Linked DNA regions of Mus musculus: regions 1, 2, 3, 4 and 5 are each linked to region 6. The links are chromatin contacts, called in public HiChIP or PLAC-seq and promoter capture Hi-C maps. All regions are on one chromosome and are shown on one strand. Each heading gives the region's core, a stretch centred on a gene start, on an enhancer-like site or on the middle of the called end of the contact. The rest is flanking DNA. Distances are from core to core; before and after follow the strand shown. Region 1 holds the start of Hdgf (heparin binding growth factor). Region 2 holds the start of Rps27 (ribosomal protein S27). Region 3 holds the start of Arhgef11 (Rho guanine nucleotide exchange factor (GEF) 11). Region 4 holds the start of Ubap2l (ubiquitin-associated protein 2-like). Region 5 holds the start of Hax1 (HCLS1 associated X-1). Region 6 holds the start of Dap3 (death associated protein 3).

Region 1 (3,049 bases), core at 267-2,766, 1.0 Mb before region 6:
ATTAAACTTTTTAAAGAATTTGTGATTAGGGTTGAAGAGGTGGTCAGTTGCTGCTCTTCCAGGAGACTCAAGTTCAGTTCCCTGAACCCATGTGAATGGGCTCACAATGACCTGCGACTCCAGCCTCAGGGGATCTGACACTCTCTTCTGCACACCACACATGTAGCATGCATTCACAAACACAAATAAAAACTTCAAATCTGAGCTGGTGAGATGGCTCAGTGGTTAAGAGTGCCTACTGCTCTTCCAATGGTCCTGAGTTCAAATCCCAGCTGTTTGTGGACCATTTGAACTCATACATGGTGGCTCACAACCATCCCTAATGAAATCTGAGGCCCTCTTCTGGAGTGTCTGAAGACAGCTACAGTGTCTTACAAATAATAAATGAATAAATAAATATTAAAAAAAACCTTCAAATCTGCTGGGCAGTGGTGGTGCACCCGTTTAAGAGGGAGAGGCAAGTGGATCTCTGAGTTTGAGGCCAGCCTGGTCTACATGAGTTTCAGGACAGCCAGGGCTACACAGAGAAACCCTGCCTTGAAAAACCAAAAACAAACAAACAAAAACCAGAAACCTTCAAATCTCTTTAAAAAGAGAGTATGCAGGCCAGCCAGCCAGGGCTACATACTAAGACTGTCTCCCCCGGCAGTGGTGGCACACTTCTGTAATCCCAGCACTTGGGAGGCAGAGGCAGGCGGATTTCTGAGTTTGAGGTCAGTCAGAGTGAGTTCCAGGACAGCCAGGACTGCACAGAGAAACCCTGTCTTGAAAAATAAAAAAAAATAAAAAAAAAAGACTGTCTCAATAAAAATAAGATATAAAACAATTAGATATAAACAACAAAAAACCCATTGCACAGAGATGTAATTACAACAAAATCTTGTTTGGTTTGAGATCTGAGATCAAGTTTTGCGCACATCATTCCTTAGAATATAACCCAGGCCAAATACAGTCTTCAAATTAATACTATATATCTCCAAACTAGATTTAGTGGTATCCAACTGTCTTTATCGTTTAGGACCTCCTTATTCTAGTGAGGGTAATTGGTGATAGTCCAGATACAGCTGTTAATTTAGAGTAGACTGAAATGGTAGGACTCGAACTCTTATACCGCCACCAACAGAAGCACGTGGAGTGTGTGGGGTACACCTCTTGCCTTGGCGGTCTAACTAGTTAGAAGTCAGAGGCGCAGAGCAAATACGTGGGTTGGGACATGGCACGTGGTAGGGGGGACAGAGCGCAAGGCAGGCCACAGTAGGCCCCGCCTGGCCAGGGCATTCAGAGGAGCCCGGGGAGGGGCACGTGCAGCCTGTCCAGCGGGCGCCAGCTCCTTTTGGGCTGGCACCCACCACCCGCCCGCACACAAAGCCCGCTCGGCGCGCTCGGCACTCGGCTCTTCAAGCCTGTGCCTCTGAGCCCCGCCTGGCGGCCTCCAGGTTGGGTGTGAGGCCGGGGCAGGCTGTAGGCGTCGATTGGCTGCGCGCATCGAACCGCCGCGGGCGGGAGCGCGAGGGGAGGAGTGGGCCGCGGGGGGTGGAGGAAGCGGCCTCGCTCGCGCCGAGGAGGGAGCAATTGAATTTCAAACACAAACAACCACACGAGCTAGCGCTCCCGGAGCCGTGTGTTGCCCACCGCGCCCGGCCCTGTCCGAGCGGCGCGCGGGCGCAGACGCCGTGGCTGCCCCGGAGCTCGCGTCGGGGGCCGGCATCGAGGCGGGGGCCGCGCGAGGGCCGGAGCGCAGCGGCGCCGCAACCGCCGCACGCGCAAACTTGGGCTCGCGCTTCCCGGCTCGGCGCGGAGCCCGGGGCGCCCGCGGCCCCGCCATGTCGCGATCCAACCGGCAGAAAGAGTACAAGTGCGGAGACCTGGTGTTTGCGAAGATGAAAGGATACCCACACTGGCCGGCCCGGGTGAGTGGCGCGGCCGTCGCGGGCCCTGCTGCGGGTTGCATAACGCTCGGGAGGGCACGGCCGCCGAGCGCGGAGCGGGCGTAGGGGCAGGGGTGCCAGGCCTGTTCTGGCTGGCGGGAGCCCACCACCGCTTACATAACGGAGGCGATCGCGGCCGGCACCTGGCGGGCAGCGCCGCGTGCTCAGTTCGCCCTCACCCCTCCGTCACAGCGGCCGAGGCTTCGGGCTCACGGTGGCGGGGGGGGGGGGGGGAGCGGCCCGATGGTGTGTCGCTTCTTTCGCCGCGAATCCCAACCCCTTCTCGGAGCCCCGCTTGAGCCCTGAGTCTCCATTGATAGTTGCCTCCAGTTCAGGTTTCTCTGGCTGGACGAACGGGTGCGAGGGGTCTCAGTTCACAGAGGGTTAGGTGGATGTAGAGTTGGCGACTCACAAACTTTCTTGGAGCATTTTGGTAGGAACTCTGAAGTTGGGAGGGTCGTGAAATGTTTGGGGACGACTTACTTAAAAATGGTCTTGCCTGGCCTGGTGACTCTGCCATAACCGATTTAGCCCCCAGCTCTACAAGAACATCCCTCCATATGCCTCCAGCTCAGACTTGGAACTGGAGGCAGCAGGGCCCCCGTGTGCTTTGGGAAATCCAGTACAGACGACCTTAGCGCGGTGTGGGGGATTGTGGGACGCTGGAGTTTCCTCGGCTTCCCATTAGTGAGCGTCTCCAGTCAGGGAGGCCGGTGTCAGCCATGTGGTTGTTTGAACCCGCCAAGAGTAGGGCCTTCCCCATTCCAGCACCTGGCCAGGTGGGAGGGTGGGGCAGAAAGCCTGCTGTGTTTATCACCTTCCCTCCCAGGAAAAGGTGTGTGTGTGTGTGTGTGTGTGTGTGTGTGTTGGGGGGAGGGTTGCTTCTGGGAATTTTTCAAAACGATTGTAGAGGGGGCCCTTGATACCGAGTGAGGGCATGACTCAGCCCCTTAGGGTGTGGAACTTGTGTAAAAGAAATCCTCGGGCAGAAAGGCCTGGAGGGAGGGGTCTCAGGCAGGATTGCCTTGTGAATTTTACAGTATGGCTGACTGTTCATCTGGCTCAGTACGACTCTGAGGCTCCATGCTGTCTTCGTTCCTATTCAGGGTGTCAGGACACCT
Region 2 (3,312 bases), core at 449-2,948, 1.3 Mb after region 6:
TCCTGAGCTCACGGCCACCACTAGTGCAGAGTCGGCTACAACACTGGTTATGGAGTATAAAACACTAACCTAGTAGTCAGCGTCCCTCTAACTGTAGAGGACTGGAGATGCCTAATCCTGCACAAGTTTAGTAGCTAACTACAAAACTAAACCTCCAGATCAAGTTTGTAGTAAGTATAAATAAAAGCTCCTAGGTGGTTAAGTCACGTGTGTAAAGATTACATTTCTGAGGCTGGATTCCCGAAGCCCTCGGTGTCTGTCTGTTCCTAGCACCACAAAAACCGCAACAGCAGTACACACCTACAATGCCATCACTTGACAGGTATCCTGTCACATACACTTGAAGCTACCTAAGGCCATCTCAACAACACACAGAAAAACAGTAACCCTCTGCTTCTCAGGCACTGGGATTAAAGCAGCCTGGGTACCATTATCCCTAAATAAAGACAGTCCCCACTGTCACACACCTTTGTATGACACAATGTTTCCAATAACCATTGCTAAAAGTTACTACCAAAAAGACATAGAAGAGTAAGCCCAATTATACACTATCACCAGTTTTAAACCATGGTCTAAGATTTATACAGTGAATCTAGATAAAAATGCCCCCAATGGACTCTAGGTGTTTGGCCACTTACTTGACCCCAAAGGGACCACTCTTCTGTTTGCCCTGGGATATGTGAGGCACCACTTGCTACCAGTTAAACAAGACAAACATTATATATCCAAAACGTGTTTATTGGGAAGGTTCCCACTCATCTTCAATCAGGGGCTTTCAGTGCTGCTTCCTCCTGAAGGAGCATCCTGGAAGAAAAAGATGCAAACGTTACTTCTGCCTGCCACTGACCCTGCCTCATCTGCAGAGTGCTAAACCTTCCTAACAGGAGTGCAGCTGGCTTTACCAGCCGGAAGCCTTGCATTCTACTCAGCCTTTCACCTTAGGACCCCAAAGCCAAACAAAACCCCAACACTGAGACCACTCACCTTCTGTCAGCCTTGCTTTTCCACCTGTAGGCTGACAGAGGACAGTGGAGCAGCCAACACACAAGACTACCGTTTGTGCATGGCTAAAGACCGTGGTGATTTTATAGCATCCTGGGAAGAAAAAAAAAGAGAAGAAAAATGTTAACTTCTTTTATTCCTCTCCAAGTTACCACTTCTGAACTCGTAATAAAATCAAAAATTAAGTTACAACCATTAGTACAGTTTAGTTTTCCCGCACAGCTGAAAACCACTTCCTTACCTGGGCATTTCACGTCCATAAAGTAGGAATTGGGGCTCTGCACCAGGCGCTTTTTCTTGTGTTTCCTCTTCTCCTCTTCTGGAGAGGGATGAAGGAGATCCTTTGCGAGCTAAAAGGGGCAGAAATGCAAAGACTTAGAAGGTAATGGAGGAAAGAGATGATGGGAAAGAGCCCCCACTGGCACACACCGAGGAGAACTCGCCCCTCGCCGCCCCTGGTGTCTGCGTAGCTGGGCCGCCATCTTATCTCCTCTCCGCTCCCGTCTACGCGGCTGACCCGTGGGCCGCCGCGGCTCTGGTTACTGTCCTAAGAGACGCAGAGCGCACATGTGGACCCTGTAGGACCCGCAATTAGCGCAAGAGGACCGTGCGGACCCAAGAGCGAGTTCTCTGTCGAAACCTGGACCAAGGAACTCACAGGCATGTTCTCGTAGGGAGGTCGTCACCGCCGGAAAGGAGCGAAAGCGGAAATCCTGTTCCTTATATCTGATATGGGACAGGAAGTGACGAGCCGTGTTGCTTCGCCATCTTCGGAAGGTCTTCTACTCTGTTCGAATGCAACGGAATGCCCGTTGACTGCCATTTGTAGAAGGTCCGTAAAGGCTCCTCGCGTCGCGGGCGCGTAGCCATGGTGAGAGAGTTAGCTTCTATTTTGAGTTCAGAATTTAGCTGCTGTGGCGAGAAAAATGGATACTTTTTTCTCACGTAGTTTCCGACTACGCTTTGACAGCTGGAGTGTGATGGGAACATCACAGGTGAACACCAGCGAGAAGCTTTTATCCATGACATTTTTAGTTATTGATAGTCTTTACCATTTTCCAGTTGGTTTGATTTACGCTGATTAATAATTCTAGACGTAAATAGGTTTTTTTTTTTAAAAAATGAGATACCTGCTTGAAGCTGGGGGTGTACTACGCTGGTAGGTAGAGTGCGTGCTAAGAATGTGCAAAGCGTAAACTGGGCAGGGCGCAGTGGTGCTGTCAGTGGCTCAAGGCTGGAATCTCAGAACTTCAGAGGATGAAGCGGGAGGACGAGGAGTTCAAAATCATTCTAGGCACTGGGCTTCCTAGCAAGTTTGAGGTCTGAGTGGACTACAGGAGACCCTGTCTGAAAAAACAACAAAATCAAATCCTGTTCATATTTGCTCCACTGCAGCTAACCCTATTGTTTACCTTTATTGTTTTGTTGTTGCTGCTGTTTTCCAGTGCTAAAGATAGAGCCCGACTTTGTATTCTTACAATTCTTTACCTTTGAGGAATAAAATCAAATATCCTTACACCACTTGACACGTGCATTGCTTTTAAAGTGCTAATTAAAGGCCAGACGAGGTTGGTCACACCTTTATCACTGCATTCTGGCAAAGCATGGAAGAGACTGAGTTCTGGCCAGCCTGATCTAGCAAGTTGTAGGACAGCCAGAACTACAAGAGATGTCTCTAAAAACCAAATCAAAACAAAAAGTATGTTATTTAACTATGGAGCTGCTGTAACCATTACCACATTGTACAAATTTGTGTGTTTGCTGCTCAACACAGAGGCAGGTGGATCTCTGAATTCAAGTGTCTATAAATAAAATAATAAATAAATAGTCCATGCTTAAATGAATGCATGTTGATTTTGGATTTTGGCAATATACATGGCAGAGATATCTTGGGAAATAGATTCTAGGTTTAAAAATGAAATTCATGGCCAGGTGTGGTGGTGCACGCCTTTAATCCCAGCACCTGGGAGGCAGAGGCAGGCGGATTTCTGAGTTCAAGACCAGCCTGGTCTACAAAGCGAGTTCCGGGACAGCCAGGGCTACACAGAGAAACCCTGTCTCAAAAAAAAAAAAAAAAAAAAAAAAAGAAAGAAAGAAATTCATTCCTTTTCCTAGACTGAAAATAATTTCTTATAATACTTGTACATCTGCAATTTATCATGTGAGCAGAAGTATGAAAATGCAGGGGATGAGGGGGGAGGCAGGGACAGGGTTTCTCTGTGTAGCCTTGGCTGTCCTGGAGCTCACTCTGTAGACCAGTCTGGCCTTGAAATCAGAGATCCGCCTGCCTCTGCCTCCCGAGTGCTGACT
Region 3 (3,140 bases), core at 21-2,520, 1.3 Mb before region 6:
ATATCCTATGTCTTATAGGATTTCTCTCCAAGAGAGAAGGTTCTGAGTGGAAACTGCTACCCAGCAACCCCCTAGAACACACATAAAGAGGCTGAGTTTGGGTGGCTGTGAACTTGCTCTCACAATGCTGAGAAGGGTAAGAGGGTGGCACTTACTCACCAGCCATTCTTGGCCTACTCAGCAAGCTGGGGCTGTGGAGAGAGACCAGGCTCCAGAGAAGGGGTGAGGTTGTTTGGCATTTGAGGAAGAATGCCACCCACACTTGTCCTCTGGGCTCCACAAGCACACCTGTGGAAGAGCGCAGCAATTGTTAAGGTTCAGATGGCAAGCACTCAGAAATTTCAAGAAGTTGTTTCAAGAGTCACAGTGCTGCTCCCCACGGTTATAGAAACAATATCAACTCCAATAGCTCTAGTGGTAGAGGTCAGTAGTCCACCGTCCTCATCCATGCGGAGATGGGTTTTTGCTGGTGCCTCTGCCTTTAGGGGTTTGTACTCCTAGAAGTAACCCCAATAAATCCACTGGCTGTTGAGAACAGGCTTCAGTAAAACTGTTGGTGCACTATCTAATGTTAACAGATGTCTGGTCTCACCAGGAAGTCACATATTACACACACACACACACAAAATAACAAAGTGTATTCATCAACCTGTACTGGAAAAGTCTCCTTTTTACTTCAATCTTTACTTCTGACTTCCGACAGTTACTTGAAGAGATTTAGAAACCGTGATTTCACGAAGGGGGTGTGTGTCATCGAAATAACATTGCCCTGCAAAGGCTTTTGCATTGAAATTAAAAGGCAGAGCCATACAAGATACCCAAGCTAAATCGAGTACAGCCGCGAGGGGAGAGACGGTGGGTGCTCAGAGGGGCGAGGGCACAGCTAAGAGGGTTCCTGGTAACTTGGAAAGGAGCGCGACAAATGAGTGAAAACGGGCAGAGGAGGACGGGACCGCAGCGAGAGCGCAGACAGAGGCGCGGCCAGCGGACACTGCGGAAACAAAGGTCGAGTCTCTGGGACAGCAGCACCGGGAGCAGCTAGGCCGCAGCGCGCGGACCGGGGGCGCGCGGGGCTGTGAAAGGGCGGGCGGCGCCAAGGAGGAGCCAGCGGCCGGCCCGGGCGAGCGGAGTCCGCCGTGGCGGGGCTGTGGCGAGGCGGGGCGAGGCGGGGCGGTGGCGGGGCGGGGCGGAGCGGGGGTGGGGCGGAGCCGGCCGGCGGCAGCGGGCTTGGCCTTAGCGAGCGAGCGCGCGCGGGGGCGGGGCCGGAAGCGCAGCGGCCGCGACGCGGACGCCGGGAGCGGCCGAGCGGGGAGGCTGTGGCTGGCGGGCGGGTGGGCACGGAGGCCGAGGCCGCGGCCCGGGCTCTCCGCGCCGCTGTGGAGGGCGCCCTGGCCCTAACCGAGCCGCAACAATACTAGGAGCGGGTCGCCGGACACGATCGGCGGGCGAGGGGGAAGCGGGACTACCGCTCCAGAGCGCTGCGGCGAGAGAGACTTTCGGAGCCTGGACGTGCTGGAGCACACAGAGCTGACTGAGGAAATTGTCTGAGAAAAAGGCCGATCTGAGGCTGGGTTAGGTGGAGGAACCTGCAAGTCGAAAGGGAAAAGAAGGTTTAAGATTTCCTGGGGGTTTGGCCAATGCTACCGTTTTGAAGGTAGAAAGCATTGCGCTTCAGGTGTTTTGTGATTGTTGTGTGTGTGTCTGCACAATTGGTTCATTTCAGAATTCAAAAACCTTTACTGTAGAAGAAGATGGTTGTTTTGTTTTGATTTTTAAAAGAAATCCGCAAATTTTGCTTCCCAGGGCTGCACTGGACCGTGTTGTGTACATACTGCTGTGTGGTTTTATTTATTTTAACTGTGCAAATCGTCTGGAAGATTTTTCTCCCAAGTGCCATTTCGGATTTGTTCAGCCTTTTTGTTTTGTTTTGTTTTGTTTTTGTTTTTCCTTCCCTGGAATAATTCTGCTGTTGGCATTTTAAGCATTTGGAAACCAGAGATTTTTTTTTTCAACCTTTGGAGCTTAAGGCTTCCCTGTCAACAGAAGGACAGCTGGGGAAACTGGATTGAAAGGATGGCTTTTATCTGTCTGCAACTAAGACTGATATTTTGAAGTCAGATTCTTTCTGTGGTTCAGTTTTTAGCCCGTAGGGCTAACCTTGAAGAGATTTGTGGTTAACAGTTTGGTTTCTAAGAAGGTCATAGTTTTTCCTCTCTTTTTTTCTTTTCATTTTCTTTTTTAAGACGAGGGAGGGGAAGGTTAAGGGTGAAGGAAGGAGGAGACCATGTTAACCGATAGAAGCAGAATAGCACTGCAGTTACCAGGGTCCTGACAGCTGGAAGAAACAAGGATTCAGTCTTCAACTTGGGAGGCCTTCCTCTCACCTTCCTTCAAAATTGCAAGGGACTCAGGCCTGATCAAGACGCCCAAAGAAACTACAGGATTCCAGAACTGTGGAGACACGGAGAAACCATGAGCATACGGTTGCCCCATAGTATAGACAGGTATGTTTAAATAATTGAGGATTTTTTTTTTCCAACACTTATTAAAATGACTGGGGGGGAAGTGTTGTGTTTGCCTGGCTGGGCTGTGGGATAGATAGGCTGTGGTCTATGAGGACTGTCAGTGTGTCAGTATATATGTTTCTGTACCCTCGGTGTGTGTTCATGTTCAAAATGTACCCCATAGTTGTGTGTCCTTTCTAACCAGTAAGCAGTGAGGCTGAGAGGAGGGGGTGATGCTTGCTGTGGCTTTTACCTTACACCAGGTATAAGGCTCACTCTGAGTCCCCCAGCTTGCTAGCCTAGGGATCAGGTTGGACCAAACCTGCTCATGTGAACCCACAGGGCTGAGTGGGGACTAGCTTTAGCTATCTGGGGAGGGTCGGGGGACGGCTGACAGGGCTGGGAGCCTCCATGAGGCTGATAGTTATGGAATGGTGGGGCACAGTGGTAGGTAGGGTGGTTCCCATTTAAAATGAGGAAGATGCTGTTGCCTGAAATGTTGGGACAGTGTCACCAGTGTCACCAGTGGTTGATAGAGCTCGGAAATGTTTAGGCCACATTAGGATTTCTTCTTCCAGTTGAGAGTTTAAATTGAGACCTACCAACAGGCTGATTGATGCTCCAGGTTTAATCTTC
Region 4 (3,027 bases), core at 478-2,977, 1.1 Mb after region 6:
TTTACTGAAAAAAATAAACAATAAGTATTTATTGAGAATCTACTACTTGTCCAATCCTTCAGGAAATACAAAAGCAGTGTGACTTAGTTGCTGCTCTCAGGGAGCTTACAATCTAATGTGAGAAACAATTCAGACATTCTGAAGTTGGACTGGGATGGGTAAGGCTTACCACTTCTAACAGAGAAACTAATTTTCCTAGACCTGTGTCCCATTCCCCAACCACCTTCAATCTAATAGGAGTCTTCCCAGTTAGAAACACTGGGGAAAGCCAGTACATTTAGCCCTTCCTCACTATTTTACATGACAGCAGTATCTCCCATTCACAACAGAAACAATCACTGGGATGATCTATAATTAAAGACAGTGGTATAGGACCCACAACACAGTCTTATCAACAGATACACATCCAAATATTTTAATCTCTAATGCTGGTTGTCAAACTGACTCATACCCCCCTCCCAGCAAGACACAGCAGATATCCCCAACGCAGAATATGGGAGGTGGAGACAAAAAATAATCTCTCCATTTAGTAGTCAGTGAGTCAAAGGCAAAAACAAATTTAACAAAATCGCCTTTAACTGTTTTTTCTTTCCACAACAACCTACACCAGAGGTTGCTAAATTTTAAGAATCGTGGAAAACAGTCTCTTGTTTGTGACATCACTTTGCAAAACAATTTAGGGGCTGTCCACCAGGTGAAGGGTCTCAAGAAATTTGGAATTCCATTCCCATTATGAGAAAAATGAACAAATGCCCAGTCTAGTGACATCCCTTAGGCGCAACACAATCCACGGGGGCCTCCATGTCCAGCTTCCCAAATAAGATAACTGCTTGGGTAGCCAAAACTACAGTATAGACAACAGGAAGTCAAAGACTGCAGCGAAAATATATTCCACGACCAGGGTCGGTAAGAAAGAAGGCAGGGTAATAAGAGGAGCTGACAAAGAGGCTGGAAATGAACAGAGAGGACAGAAGCCCACGCGCGGAGGATGGGAGACTCACCCCCCTCCGCGCCACATCTAGAGCCCATGGGGCCATTCGCTTCTCTACCTCCCACCCGGAACAAATTAATCCTCCGCACTCCAAACCGAGGGCCACATGGGGGAGTTTGGGGCAGCTCCACCCCATCGCCACCCCCCCTCCGCCCCCAAAACCAGGCCGGATCCGGATCAGAGGCCCAGAGAGGACTGGGGAGGGAGGAGGCCTTCTCCACAAGACACTGACCCTCCTAAACAACCCTACCTCAGGCTGGGCCCAGGCCTCGCTCGCCCGCGCTCTTTCTCGCTCTCCCCCTTCAGGCTCTAGCCACATGCCCCCCCCCTCCGGCTGCCCCAAGCCCCGCCCCGGCCACGCTCCCAAATCGAGGCCCCGGCTCTGGCGCGGCCCAGTAGGCCGCGAACCCAACTATAAACAAAACCCCCGGCGGCCAATTCGAGGTGGGGAGGTTGGACGCCCGGGTTCCCAAGACCAGAAGGGAGGGTGTACAGTGGGGAGACACACGGCGTGGGGGGGGCCTACCGCGGGACAGGAATACGGAGGGGACAGAGGAAAAGAAGGGAGGGTAAAAAGGGGATCGCGGATTTAAAGGGGCCGCGGACAATACCCGGCCCCGCCGCGTTGCCGCTGCCGCCGCCGCCGCCGCCAACGCCGCTGCGCTCCCAACTTTACCTCAGTCTCCTCCACACTGACACCCCGGGCCGCGCCGCCCCTGTCACGTGATATAAGATTCCCTCCTCCCCACCCCCTCCCTCCTTTTCCCTCTCGCGCTCGCTCTCGCGCCTTCCCCCTCCCACTTGCCTTCCTGCGTCCCTCAGCACGTGACGCGAAAGGGCCGCGCACGTCAGCGTGCGCGCGCCTCCCCGCCACGAAACACTGCTCTTGAGTTCCGCGCGCCCGCCCCGCCCCCGCCCCGCCCCGCACGGATCCGCCTCCATCACGTGACTCCAGTAAGGTCTCGGCTTCCTCTTACTGGCGTAGTTCCGCGTCTCCGCACTCCCAGGTACCTTTGCGGACATAAGTCACGTGGCGGAGGGGGTGGGGGTGGGGAAATGGGACGGGAAGGTCCGATGCTTAACTAGCGCCCCCATCCACCATGTTTTCTGACGGACTCTAGCCTGGTTTTTTTTTTTTTTTTTTTTTTAATCGAAAACCATATGGAAATGTTCGGAGAGCTCCAGGGAACCTAGGTTCCCTGGCTTCGGCAGAGCCTGGGCTAACGCGCGAGCGCGGCGGGACTGTCCTAGCAGGTGTTCCCGGAGAGAGAGGCGATGGCGTCTAGTAGTAACTGGCTTTCTGGAGTGAATGTCGTGCTGGTGATGGCGTACGGGAGCCTGGTGAGATCCCCATTCTCTTCCTCTTGTGGCATTTGTCTGAGTCCCGACCCTCTGAGCCGGACTCCTGAAAAGAAGGCTCCTGAGCCGTTCTGTCTTTGTTCTTCAGCCACTTAACTTGTTTTGTTTCTGGACTTCCGAATTGTATCCGTAGACAGTCTGAGATCTTTAAGTCAAAGCTGCCTGGCTCTAAGTAAGAACCCTCCCTCTTAAATTCTAGAGCCCAGATTAACATGCCTCTCCGTTACTAGCCCCTGACCCACCTCCGTCCTTAGCGACCCGGCTTCGCCCCAAAGCATCCAGCTCTGAAGGCCTAAACCCAGGGATTTTGAAAGTGAACATTTTAAAAAATTATTGCTATTACTAAAATGGCTCTAATCTCTTTGGGCAGGTATTCGTACTGCTGTTTATTTTTGTGAAGAGACAAATCATGCGCTTTGCAATGAAATCTAGAAGGGGACCTCATGTTCCTGTAGGACACAATGCCCCCAAGGTAGGTCACTAGAATGCAAGGTAAACCTGTTCTTTGGCACAAGGAGATTTTTCTCGGACTTTAAAAGAAGACTTTTATTCATATGCTTCCTTTCATTCCACAGTCTAAGCAATAACTTCCTGCTCACTGCTGCTCCACAACATGTACCTTAAGATTTAAACCAATTCAGCTGTAAAATGTCTCATCTTCAACTAAAATTACTAAA
Region 5 (3,216 bases), core at 623-3,122, 1.0 Mb after region 6:
ACCAACAAACAGCAACAAAATCCTAACTAACAAACTCAGAGGCAGGAGATCCCTGAGTTTGAGGCCAGCATGGTCTATATAGCAAGTTCCAGGTCAGCCAATACTACAGAGACTCCGTCTCAAAATACATAAACAAACAAATCAAATCAAATAAGAGAGGGGAGGGGACACTCTTGTAGAGGACCATAGTTTATAGTTCCCAGCAAGAGCATGGTGGCTCATAACCATACATAATTTGAGTTCCAGGGGATTCAATATCCTTTTTGACCTCTGTGGGCACAGGTACATGTGGTACAGAGACATTCAAGCAGGCAAAACACTCATACATATAAAAGAAAATAAATCTTAGATGAGGTGTGGTGGCACACATTTAATCCAGAGGCAGGCAGATATCTAAATCTATACAGTGAAGTAAGTTTCAAAACGAAAATCCCAATAATGAAGAAAATCTGGATAAATGAACTAATTAAAGGGGCTAAAATTGCAACTCAACTCTAAGAGATCCCACCAAGGGCTTACAGTTCAGGTGCAGAGAGTACTCACCCTATGAAAAGGTCCCTGCGACCCCCAATCTGGAGCTGGTTTTGGGGATTCAGGTTTTGCATGACTCTCCAAGACCCCCTCAAAGATCCTGGGTTGGTGACTATCTGGGTACTTAAGCATTGAGTCTCGTAGTGTCTGCCCCTCCCGCAGTCTCTCACCAGGTGTTTCTGACTCAGGACCTGGAAGTTCTGTAGAAAGTTGGTAGGTGATTCTGGGATAGGAAAGGCCTTAAACATTTTAAGTCTTTTAAAAATCAATTTCTGTAGACTATCCCAACTACTCTGCAAGTTCTGTTATTCATCACTAACCCACTAGAAACCCATAGGGTCTCCCTCAGGGAAATTCACACACCAGGAGAGTGGGAAGGCAAGGTCCAGGCCCCCATCTCGCTGAAGATGCTATTAAAATCTCGTACTAGATCATCAAAGCCAAAGTTGCCGTGGAATCGCATCCCTCCCCTGGGGCTGAAGCTGAAACCGAATTCCTCTGGAGGCTGAGAACCATCAAACGCATAGCTCTCTCGACCCCACGCGCCTCTGTCTTCCTCCGCTTCGTCATCATCATCATCATCGTCGTCATCATCTCGAGTCATCCCTCCAAAAAAAGGATCTCTGTGGCTGAGAGTGAAGGCAAATAAGCCACGAAGACTTCAACACTGTCTAAGCCATAAAAATCAACACAAGGGCAGCAAACTGGGCCAAAGAGGGGTCTGGGCAGCTGAAAACACAGGAGATCTGGTTTCAGAACAACGTTGATGGATCTATTAGGGTTTTGTATTGTTTCTAAACAGAGCCTCTCCGCACCTCCCAACAGCTGCCAGACGACCCATGGTTTTTCTTCAGGGTCATCCAGCCTACTACTAATCGCCCAATTACTTGCTCATGGTCCTCTTCCCCAGACCCCCATTGTTTTCTCCGCCCAGGTCCCTGTTGCATCACCCAGGTCTGGAGAAAGCTGCCGTTTCTGTCCTCTTAACCACTGCTTTGATTACTGTGGCGGGGTGAGTACTCAAGAATGCGATCTTTGACCTCTCAGCAGGAGTTGAAGGGGGCGGGAAAGGAAGCTTTCCAAAAATATGATGAAGGGGTCAAGTGTCCACCAAAACACCCCTCCCGTATATCCAGCCCAGAACTATTCTCACCTCCGAGGTCCAGGAAAGCCGAAAAAGCCTCGGAAAAGATCAAAGACGCTCATTCCAGTAGGGGCACTAGAAACTTTGAAGCTCTGCAGCCCATGGGCAACACGAGACCACGACCAGCTTACGCTACCCTGTCGGATATAGCCAGGGCTCAGCGTTCGCTGCCGGAAAGCAACCCTACGGTGCGGCGTTGTCGTAAAAGTCGTAAGCCGGAGGAAGAGGCGGGGCTGACCGTGCTCCTCAGACACGAAGCTTCTATACGCTACCTTTCAGTTTTGAGTGAGGGTGGACGTGCGAAATTCCCAGTTCAAGATCACGTCCCTTCTAGGAGATTCTTTCTCCTGCTGATCTGCCAGGCCCCCGAGGGGGGTTTCCGTTTCTCTCTGGAGGGTCCCAGGTAGCCGCCAGAGGGAGTGGCCTGTTCAGAGGCCTGCTTCACCCCAGGATCAGAAAACACCCCCCACCTTGTGTTTTGTTTTAGACTGATGTCGGTGACGTCTAATACTAGGCTAGGCGAAGTTACCTAGTTCCTTAAACCGCGATTTCCCTACTGCTGAATAAAGATGCTAGGAATCTCTTCAGCTAGTAGGGAGTTTTTAAGCTTGTTTTTTTCGATACAGGGTTTCTGTGTGGTGTTCAGACTGTCCTGGAACTGATTGTAGACCAAAGGGGCTTACAAACCCGCCTGCCTAATGCCTCCCAGATGCTGGGATTTAAGGCGGTTACCACCACACGCTGCTTTTAAAAAACTAAACAGATGGCCAACTAACAAGGTAAGATTTGTAGACTAGGCAGGAACGAGAAGCTACTTGTGTCTTGGGAAAACCATGCCGTAATGAAATTTGATGGTGTTTTAATCCACTCGGGAGGTATAAGGCCAGCCTGCTCCTCACTGAGTTTCAGGCAAGTCGGCTACAGAGTGAGACTCTGACTCAAAATAAACAGACCTCCCTCACCTCCTCAGCACAGAGGATATTTGCAGTTTTGGAAGGCTGAAACAGGATCTCGAGTCCCTGGCAATATGGCTCTTACAAAGAAAAATGAAACTTCTCTTTCACGTAATTGAAGTCCAAAAACCTTTTACTGCACCATGCCCCCACCCCAGGTCTTGCTCTAAGATCATCCATTCTTTTCCCAAAATGTAGGCATTTCAAAGCCACATAAAATAGGCAAGGCAGGGTGTAGTGCTGACAACCTTTAACCTTAGCACTCAAGAGGTAGAAGCAGGCAGATCTCTGAATGTGAGACCAACCTGGTCTCCACACCAAGCTCCAGGCCAGTCAGGGTTACATAGTGAGACTGTCTCAAAAACATAACTCAGAGAACAAGAACTACTATACTCCTCCAAAGAGAAAAAGACCCCAAGATTGAGTTCTGCCGGCCAGCAGCTAATGCTGGCTTGAGACTTCAGAATCCTTTAAAACCATGCTTAGATTCCCACAAGGTCCTTTGCCTTCTAAATGTCCTTAGCTCCTTCCCCTTTCACTTCCTGAAACGTGCTGTAGATGAGGCAGTTTCTAGAAGAAATGAAGATT
Region 6 (3,071 bases), core at 453-2,952:
ACAAAGATAATCAATCCCCAATGCATACAGCCAATAGGGAAAGGTTGGGTTATCTGAAAACCAGGTATGGGTTCATGCCTATAATCCAACCTCTAAAGAGGCTAAGACAGGATGACTGTCAGAGTTTCAGGCAAGCTTGGGCTAAAGAGTGAGACTGTCAAAACAAACAAATAAACAACCACTCAAAAGACAATTTAACCCCTATTCCAAAAAAAGACTGAATATTAATTGAATGGGTTCTGGAGATGAATGGAACGCAGTAATGTTTAAATTTCCCCTGAATCACAAAGGTAAGAATTCACAGATAAGAAAGGAAACTTAAGGTGCCATTCCTCTAAAATTTTGCTTTGCTTTTTGTGGGAGACTAAAAATGAGTAGATCAAACGTTGGGGTTTTAACATCACATGCCCTGAATTCACTCATCCAATGTCAACACGGAAACAAATACTAGCAGCCAATGAATGCCATAGGTCTGGTTTAACTAGCAATTTAGATGAATAGAACACAAACTACCAATTACACCTACAAATCTTATCAACATCAACAGCACTGTAAATGATAACAATAATACTCCGCATTTTCCCCGTACCCAGGAGCTAATTCTGCTTTACATATATGATCTCATTATTTCATACTCCAACCCTGAAGGTATATTTTGGGGTTAGCTAATTTTTACTACCAGCATCTCATAAATAACTTGGAAAAATTTGAAGGCCTAAAAGATCAAATCCAGAAATAAAATCTCAGTGCATAGTTTCATCCCCTCACACACTCAACCTGCGGGTGGCGACCCGAGGAGAGGTCTAACAACCCTTCACAGGGATCCCATATCAGATATCCTGTATATCAGATGTTTACATTAAGATTCATAACAGCAAAATTACAGTTACGAAGTAGCAACAAAACTAATTTTATGGTAGGGAGTCACCATGTGGAACTGTACTAAAGGGTCGTAGCATTAGGAAGGCTGCGCGGACCACTGCTCTAACATCAGGCTGCCAGTTGCAAACCGAGTTCGCACAATCTTTGAGAAGTGCACAAGGATCACACAAGCATCACAGAGGATAGGTACCCTCTGGGACTTTAACAAGGTTAAACTACATTAACATATTAACAGCCGTTCTGTCCGTTCATCCTCCGGTCCCAGGTCCGCAGCCCCGGGTCTGAAGGATGCCCTCTTGGAGGATCACCGACACTGCTGCCCTCATTCCCTATCTCGGGGCAGTTCAAATACACGCTCCTTTCCCTCCTTCATCATTGCATCCCCTGTGTGGCTCAGTCCCCTTACCATGAGTCCAACACTAGGACTCCTGCTCCGGTGACCCGCACACACCGCCAGCGGCTGGATCCCAGGCACCCGTCCTGCAGTTGTGAAGCAAGCTCGGGTCGTGTGGCAGGAAGCTACCCAACGCGCAGTCGCCGCGGCTGCAACCACAGCCCAGCGGAGGGGCACCGCGCCACCCGCCCCGCGGCCGGAAGCGGGCAGCAAGCCTCGGCGTCGCGGTGGCCCGTCCCAGGAGGTCCGCGCCTAGGTACCTTCGCTCGCTCTTCAAAACATTCCGGTCACCGTGGCCAGCCTCGTCTGCGCGGGCGTGCCCGCTTCTCCCCGGCCCCAGCAGGGGCGCGCAATGGAACGTCCCGCGGGGGGGATTGTGGGAGGCGCACGTTCGAGGGGTGGGGGCGAAGGCGGCGGCAGCCGTGGCTGCCGTTGGTAGCCGTGGGGGCGGGGAAGAGAGGGAGGCGAGCCGAGGAGGAGAAGGAGGAGGAGGAGGAGGAGGAGGGAGGAGGCTCGGGCTCGCGCCAAGGAAGGTACGCGTGAGGGCCGAGAGGGAGTCGGGAGCGCGCGAGCCGGAGGCCCCAGAGCGAGCGCGTCGGTGCTGGCGGCGCGGGGCGGCCGGAGGCGGTGGTTGGAGGGCGCAGCTCGCGACCAGTCCGGACCCACTCGGAAGCGTGCGGGCGGGCGTGCGCGCTGCGCGGCCGGAGTCGGGTGAGGGAGGGAGGGAGGGAGGGAGGGAGGGCGGCGGGGAGAGCGCGCGGAGGGAGGAGTGGGAGGCGGGAGGGGGGGCACGCGGCGCCCTTCGCTGGCTCGCTCGCTCCCTCCCTCCCCAGAGCCGCCGCCGCCGCCGCCGCTGCCGCCGCCGCTGCCGCTCCCGCCGCCATTTTGGGTTCGCTTTGCGGAGGGGGGAGACGATCCCGGTCTCGGTTGCCGGACCCGCCTTCTCTCGGTTTCCCCTTTCCCGACCTACGCCTTTGGCTTCTCCTCTCTCGCGTTTCCGCCGGTCCGCTTACCCGCTGGCCGCCTCCTGACAAGCGGGAAGGGTTACAGTGTGGAGCCAGGGAAGCCGAGGCGCCAGGCTGCCACCCTCTCTCTCTCCACTTGCCTGCACTCGGCGCTCTCGGCCTCGCACGGTGAGTAGTGCGGTGTGAGCAGGCCTTTGAAGGCCCCAAGTAGTCTCTCCTTGGCTACCCGGGATCCGCTGTCACCCCCCCGGACCTGGACCTCCGGGAGAGCGGGGTGAGGATGGGGGAAGGGAGAGCAGGGATAGGGATCCTGAGCTTACCGGGAAGTCCCTCTAGGCGGGGTGACGGGGTGTCCCTGACCAGCGGGCTCTTGGTTTGGGGGAGGGGGACGGGAAAGTAAGCGAGTGGAGGCGGAGTCGCTTGTGCCCCTGACAGGTTAGTTTGTGTAGTAGGCCCGATTGGAGCATCCCCCAAGATCCAGTTTATGTCTGTTTAAGTAAGGGACAAAAGTAGCAAGGGAGATGATCTTCAGCGGGTAGTTTACCTGTACAAGATCTGTGGTGTTCTCGAAAGGCGGAAATATATGCAGACATGACATAGTGATCTGAGTGTTAATAAGTTTAATAAATGTCACTGGTTAGTTTCTACTTGGAAAGAAATGTTTTGGGTCTTGAAGACCAGATGGTCTGTTGGTTTATAGCTGCTCTGTTTATATGTGTATAATTCGAGGATGGAGAGTGTTCAGGAAGAGTTTGCCTGCATTTGGGGAAGTTCCCTTTGTAAGTTAGCTTATTTAAAAACAAATGCTGGGACATGTGTTCTCTAGGTCG

The links. Promoter capture Hi-C pulls out the DNA fragments that hold promoters and counts their contacts. HiChIP or PLAC-seq counts read pairs in DNA pulled down with a chosen protein or histone mark. Capture Hi-C pulls out chosen DNA fragments and counts their contacts.
Region 1: a promoter capture Hi-C map of pre-B cells shows a contact between it and region 6, with 3 times the contacts expected there. The contact joins the promoter of Hdgf here to the promoter of Dap3 in region 6. A contact is called at or near these places in 2 of 39 promoter capture datasets (erythroid cells and pre-B cells).
Region 2: a contact with region 6 is called in a promoter capture Hi-C map of pre-B cells, with 2.3 times the contacts expected there. The contact joins the promoter of Rps27 here to the promoter of Dap3 in region 6. A contact is called at or near these places in 2 of 39 promoter capture datasets (erythroid cells and pre-B cells).
Region 3: a contact with region 6 is called in a FOXA1 HiChIP or PLAC-seq map of pancreatic cancer cells. The contact joins the promoter of Arhgef11 here to the promoter of Dap3 in region 6. A contact is called at or near these places in 1 of 39 promoter capture datasets (liver) and 1 of 115 datasets of contacts at active chromatin or transcription factors (pancreatic cancer cells).
Region 4: a promoter capture Hi-C map of liver shows a contact between it and region 6, with 2.8 times the contacts expected there. The contact joins the promoter of Ubap2l here to the promoter of Dap3 in region 6. A contact is called at or near these places in 5 of 39 promoter capture datasets (the C10 cell line, cranial neural crest, frontonasal cranial neural crest and 2 more), 3 of 484 Hi-C or Micro-C datasets (B cells, CD4 T cells and embryonic stem cells), 3 of 115 datasets of contacts at active chromatin or transcription factors (astrocytes, pro-B cells and regulatory T cell precursor) and 3 of 9 other capture datasets (adipose tissue, liver and macrophages).
Region 5: a promoter capture Hi-C map of liver shows a contact between it and region 6, with 3 times the contacts expected there. The contact joins the promoter of Hax1 here to the promoter of Dap3 in region 6. A contact is called at or near these places in 7 of 39 promoter capture datasets (the C10 cell line, cranial neural crest, hippocampal neurons and 3 more), 1 of 484 Hi-C or Micro-C datasets (B cells), 4 of 115 datasets of contacts at active chromatin or transcription factors (astrocytes, pro-B cells, regulatory T cell precursor and 1 more) and 1 of 9 other capture datasets (liver).

The regions. Positions count from the first base shown.
Region 1 is chr3:87,904,805-87,907,853 of GRCm38.p6, forward strand. It overlaps Hdgf (heparin binding growth factor), which reads left to right and starts at 1,517. Exons shown (of 6, transcript NM_008231.4): 1 at 1,517-1,910. The coding sequence starts at 1,824.
Region 2 is chr3:90,211,950-90,215,261 of GRCm38.p6, forward strand. It overlaps Rps27 (ribosomal protein S27), which reads right to left and starts at 1,699. Exons shown (of 4, transcript NM_027015.4): 1 at 1,661-1,699; 2 at 1,244-1,352; 3 at 985-1,095; 4 at 718-804. The coding sequence starts at 1,666. The coding sequence ends at 776. Nup210l (nucleoporin 210-like) reads left to right here. Exons shown (of 40, transcript NM_029937.2): 40 at 1-202. The coding sequence ends at 68. It also overlaps a transcript of Rab13 not described here.
Region 3 is chr3:87,616,289-87,619,428 of GRCm38.p6, forward strand. Arhgef11 (Rho guanine nucleotide exchange factor (GEF) 11) reads left to right here and starts at 1,271. Exons shown (of 40, transcript NM_001003912.2): 1 at 1,271-2,504. The coding sequence starts at 2,473.
Region 4 is chr3:90,050,788-90,053,814 of GRCm38.p6, forward strand. It overlaps Ubap2l (ubiquitin-associated protein 2-like), which reads right to left and starts at 1,728. Exons shown (of 28, transcript NM_001165984.1): 1 at 1,668-1,728. 4933434E20Rik (RIKEN cDNA 4933434E20 gene) reads left to right here and starts at 2,015. Exons shown (of 7, transcript NM_025762.3): 1 at 2,015-2,332; 2 at 2,721-2,822. The coding sequence starts at 2,267.
Region 5 is chr3:89,996,844-90,000,059 of GRCm38.p6, forward strand. It overlaps Hax1 (HCLS1 associated X-1), which reads right to left and starts at 1,873. Exons shown (of 7, transcript NM_011826.4): 1 at 1,685-1,873; 2 at 895-1,160; 3 at 544-731. The coding sequence starts at 1,737. Gm19710 (predicted gene, 19710) reads left to right here and starts at 1,917. Exons shown (of 4, transcript NR_045749.1): 1 at 1,917-2,078; 2 at 2,302-2,454. It also overlaps a transcript of Ubap2l not described here.
Region 6 is chr3:88,948,580-88,951,650 of GRCm38.p6, forward strand. Dap3 (death associated protein 3) reads right to left here and starts at 1,703. Exons shown (of 13, transcript NM_022994.3): 1 at 1,289-1,703. The coding sequence starts at 1,291. It also overlaps a transcript of Ash1l not described here.